2 separate regions of the Sus scrofa genome follow, and region 1 is linked to region 2. A link is a contact called in public targeted proximity ligation data. All regions are on one chromosome and are shown on one strand. The core of a region is the stretch at or near the end of the contact, and the rest is flanking DNA. Distances in the headings are between cores, read along the strand shown.

The links.
Region 1: a contact with region 2 is called in a targeted proximity ligation map of skeletal muscle, with 3 times the contacts expected there. A contact is called at or near these places in 14 of 47 Hi-C or Micro-C datasets (alveolar macrophages, brain, embryonic fibroblasts and 8 more) and 1 of 2 datasets of targeted methods (skeletal muscle).

What each region holds. Positions count from the first base shown.
Region 1 is chr4:82,631,482-82,634,181 of Sscrofa11.1, reverse strand. All of the region lies in intron 1 of LOC106510109 (a long non-coding RNA gene), which reads left to right. Among named protein-coding and RNA genes, the nearest start is that of TBX19, 66 kb to the left of the region's middle.
Region 2 is chr4:82,553,948-82,556,647 of Sscrofa11.1, reverse strand. All of the region lies in intron 4 of LOC106510109 (a long non-coding RNA gene), which reads left to right. Among named protein-coding and RNA genes, the nearest start is that of XCL1, 120 kb to the right of the region's middle.

The DNA.
Region 1 (2,700 bases), core at 17-2,516, 78 kb before region 2:
AGATACGTCGATAAGAATTCAGAGCTTTTGCAGATAACAATGAGACATCACAGAGAGCTTCAGGCAGATAAGCAAGCTATGGGCACAGAGCATATTAAAAAACCCCACTTCTTAAAGAGATTCTGAATATAGGCATAACTCAGTTTATTGTGCTTGACTTTATTGTGCTTTGCGAATATTGCAGTTTTTACAAATAGAAGGTTTGTGGCAACTCTGTGTTGTCAGATGATGGTTAGTTTTTTTTTTTTTTGCAATAAACTTTTAAAATTAAGGTATGTGCATTATTAGTTATTTTTTAAATTTTATTTTTTTAAATTGAAGTATAGTTAATTTAGTTGTGTTAGTTTCAATTGTACAAGTTTAAGCAAAGCGATTCGGTGATACATATATATCTAGTATTCTTCAGATTCTTTCCCATTATAGGTTCTTACAAGATACTGAGTTTAGTTCCCTGTGCTATATAGTAGGTTGGGTATGTATCTTGCTTTTTTTAAACATAGTGCTAATGCACACTTAATAAATTTTAGTATAGTGTAAACATAATTTTTTACATGCAGGGAGAAACCAAAAAAATTGTGTGCCTAGGCTTATTGCAATATTCATTTTATTGCAGTATTCATTTTTTACCAAACCTTCAGTATCTGTGAGGTATGCCTGTATTTTGAAATGGAGGCAGTGATCACTTCCTACAGGAAGAAAAATATAAGAAATGAACATCATTCTACTTTTCAAAACAGGGCAGATAATTTGCAAGCTCAGGGAAGGCTGTGGATACAGTGTATTGCTGTTTCTGCTGGCATTTGGGGAAGAGTGTTCTGTCTTATCTCGGTGGAGAAGAGTGTATACTTTTGATTGGACACTATCGTTAGATGTACCCAGACCTGTTGGAACAAATAGTACCCCTCTTCAAGCCTGTGGGACCATCTCTGGCTGAGGCAGAGGACTTTATCCTTGACCTTGTCTTTGTCCTGTTCAAGAGCATGACTCATTTGAGGAAAGAAACATTTTGTAATCTGGCAGATGAGACAAAGCTCAAAGCAACCTGGTGATGGCAGGGCAGAGATTTGAAAATAATTTTAGTGGCCTGGAATTAGGCTGAAGCTGAAACTAACATGATGCAGTTAAAAACTTCATAGATTTTAAAAAAAGCAGTTGTTCAAATATAGAACAAGAACTGTTCTGGGAAAAGATCCGGGGGTAATGAGATACAGCAGCTGAAGAAGTAATGGGAATTCAGAGACATGCAGGCTTAGATAAGCGTGAAGACATTGGCCTCTGGACTCTGGCCCATGCTTCCCGGCCTGGGGTTCGCTGTGGACTTGCCATCTGAGGAAGAGACTCAGAGCCCCCAGAAGGATTAGGAGGCTTGAGAGAAAAAAAAAAAACAAAAAAAAAACAAAAAAGCCCACAAAATAGGGGTATTTTAAGAAAGAGTGAGGAAGTGTAAAGGGAGACATACTTTTAAATCTTGAACAAGATTTTATGTACAAGTGGGACTGACTGGTTTTAGGTGGCATCACACGCCAGAAGTAGTTCTCTAAGCCTGTTCTTATAGGCTTCACCCCCTCGGTTCCCAGAAATCATTCTAACAAGTCTTCCCTGAGCACCTGGCAAAAAAATCAGCCCATTATCTTTTTTTCCATACTCCTCTCCCTACTGTGTTTTTCTTCACAGCACTGTTAGCAATTGAATACCAATGATTGCTTGTTTCTGGGCAGTTTTTGAGAGGCAGTCAGATTTGGTGTGGGATGCTAGGTGGTAGAGTCTGACTGCCTGGTTCAGATCCCGGTCTTGTTTCTTTCTGAGCATCTAACCTGTTTGTTAACCTTTCAGAACTCCATCTCATCTATAAAATGGGGAATAATAATTGTACCTGCTTCCCAGGGCAGTTGTAAGCATTAAATGAACATCTTCCTGCAAAGTGCTTAGAAGCACGCCTGCCTTTGTACTCATACTCAATAACTGTTTTCTGTTCTTGTTTTATTATTATTATTATTATTATTACCATACTAGAATGCAAACCTCTATAAAGGCAGGAACTCTGTTTTGTTTCAGTCCTACAAAAAGAGGGTTTAATAGGTGAAAGTTTCAAGCAGCCAGATGGTATTTTGTAGTGAGTGGGAACTTGTCCTAGAACAAAGGTCTTCAAGATAAGAAAAGCTGATTGGAAGGTAATGAATTCAGGCATCAGAGATATTGAGGGAGAGGCTGGTGGCCCTTGATTTGGAGCTGGGGTACCCTCTGTTGAGGGTACTCTGTAGCTTCTGAGTGGGGAAGTGACCTAATAAAGGGACAAATAATAAAGGGACAAAGGACATTAACTGAGTTTGGTGCCAGGTACGGTACCTTTGTATATAAATAACAGAAGCAGACTCTGGGGCTTACAGCTACTTGGAAAGCTGGAGAAGCAGGCTTGAAAACAGGTGCAACCAGGTTGGCTCTGGTGGGTCATGAGGGCAAGGGGTCCAGGGTGCTTTAGTCATAATTCTCAGTGATATGGTTCACTGGCTTCTGTTGTGTGAATGGGGCGGACTCTCTCCTGTGAAGGCTCACAAAATAGGAAATTTAACCAAGTAGAAACTGGATTGCATGGCAAATGTCCCTTGACCCCACTTGCTGAATATGCATCTTCCCAGTGAGCTCTCGTGTTGGGAGGACAGTCTTGGCCTGCAGGAATTTGTGCTCAGCCCCAGTCAGCAT
Region 2 (2,700 bases), core at 13-2,512:
GAAAGCAAATTTACTTTTGAGGGCTCATGACTGCCCCCAGGGGTCCATCTGTGCAGAACATGCACGTCCACTAAGGCTTCATGGGTTGGCAAAGATTACATTAGGTCTAAGGCCTCCTTTTGTCTCCACGAAGTCCCTCTCCCAAGTCTCAAACCAAATGAAGAACTTACCCATTTCTAAAGATTTCTGGGACTGAAAGCTCCCTAATCCTTCCTTTTCTACATTTTCTATGTTGAATAAAAACTCTAAGAGAAGCTTCCATACTGAATTTTTGTATCCGCGGATCAATCTCAGAATCAAAACTCAGGCAATTGGAATGCCGAGTCTGCTGTAGGCACCCTGCATTTAGAAATCTGACATATGAGCTGTGGAGAGCTGATTCTCTCTGTTGCCACAGAAACCAAATTGAGCTGGATTTAGCATTAAATTACAGGGTACACACAGAGATGGAGTTAAACATTTGTCTACCACTGCTTTTTTTCTTTTCTTTTTCAAATTGAACCTTGCCAGTAAGTGGTAGCAACACCTGCAAAGCTAACTGTTGTGCCAAAGGAGTGGGGGTTCTGGGAGCTTCGTAAATGGCAAGGACCTTGATTTCTGCCAAAGGCAGGGTTACTGCCCCAAGCGTGTCCCTTCAAGGCTTTAGGTCCTGCCAGTTCAAAAGGAACATCTCAGGGAAGATGAGAAAGAATTATGGAGAGTCTAGAGCTATGGCTACTGATTCAGTTGCCACATTTGGCCTCTGAACACTTGAAATGTGGCTAGTTCAAATTAGGAAGTGTTATAAATGTGCAACACATGTCAGATTTCCAAGGCTCAGTATGATAAAAAGAATGTAAAATGCCTCATTCATTTTTAATGGTTATTACATGTTGAAAAGATAATATTCTGGAACTCTTGGCTTAAATACAATGTATTACTAAAATTACTTCCACCTGTTTCTTTTGACAACTTTTAATGTTTGCTACTAGAAAATTTAAAATTATGTATGTGGCTCATATTACATTTCTATGGGACAGTGCTGCTTCCAGGACTGTTGTAATGCTAAGTTGGTTTGCTATCAACCAAAGCTGCTTAATCTTGAGATACTTCAGATTCTTCATCTGCATGATGGCAGTTCTAATATCCTTTCTGGCTTCTTCGCAGGTTTACTATGAAGATTTAATTTGATGCTAGAGTGGATTCTGCAGCATACTGTTCAGATACCCCTTTTAGTGTCAAGGTACTTATCCCCCCAGCTGCCAGAATGTTGGCTGCTGGTGACTCATAGCTGAATCCTTCTGGAATTGCTTGCAGCTGTTCTTTCAGATAGCTCTGTAGAATGCAAGTGGTTCATACAGAATCAAGCAAGGCAGGGTTAGAGATCACAAAGAAGCTGCATGAGCAAATGCTTCAGACCCCCATATCACCACTGCCATTGCCTCTCCATCAGCTGACCCCTATGCCTATGGCTGCAATGGAGCCTCCGTTATCAACTACATTTGGAGGAGAAACGCTCATGTTTGCATCACAGATGTGTTGGCTTTATATGGGGGTGAAGGCTGAAAGTGGACGGCTGTGAACTACAGCCCCACTTGCCAGTAGTCCATAAAGACAGATGAGAGGAAATCCTCTTAATAGGCAGTTGCAGTGGAGGTCCTAGTCATCCATTCTGTGTGGAAATAGAAGTGGACCAAAGTAATAATAAGACTCTTGAGGAATAGTGAATCGTTTTGCTCTTGGTCAGGGGACTGGAGAGAAAAGACTGGAAGATTGAGGGCATGGGAGGCTGGGGAAGAGGTGTGTAATGGGCTTCCAGCAGTGAGCATAAAGAGCAAGGATCTTTGCATTGCCTATTAATACCACTGGGGAGCAGTCATGGTGGGAGAGGCACTAAATAACTAAGTAGATGAAATGACTCGGCCACTTGACATCAGCCAGCCTCTGTCATCAGCCACCTTAGTGTTTGAGCAACAGGTAGTAGTCCCATGGTGGCAGGGCTCAAGGAAGTCCATGTGGTGTACACTCTAAATACACAATCACTGTAGGACACTGTGACCCCAAAAGATAGCATTTATGGATCCAGGAACCCAAAGTGAAAGTAGGAGTGGTCCTGCTTACTGTCCCTCCCAGTGACTCAACTGTGGGATTGGTGACAGCTGCAGACTCTGTGGGCCTAACGGTGCTGTTTTCCAGAAGGAGAATGCTTTCATCAGAATATACAATAAGTGCCTATTATACTTTAAGCTGTCATTGCCATCTGGTCTCTTCTGGCTCCTTGTACCAAGGGATGAGCAGGCAAGGAAAGACGTCATGACCCTGGAAGGAGTCACTGACCCTGGTAATCAGGAGGAAGCCATGCTCTTGTTATATAAAGGGGTAGCAAAGAATATGTCTGGCATCCACTTGTTCTAATGGGGCATCTCCTGGCACTCCTCTGCCCCATATGAGATAAATGGAAAAGGTCAACAGTCATGCCCAGAGAGAGGTGTGGTGATCAGGGCCTTGATCTCTTCAGGGATGAGTGTCTGGGTCACCCAACCAGGTAAGATACCTAGAACCACAAAGATGATGGCCAGGGGTGAGAGGAATCCAGAATGGATGAGAGAGGAGGGAGATGTGAAAATCACTTGCAGCCTCCAAATCAGATGTAGTAATAGTGGTTTCCACTAATTTTCCTTTGGTAGTTTCCGCAGGTGATGAGAGCAGCTAGAATAGCTT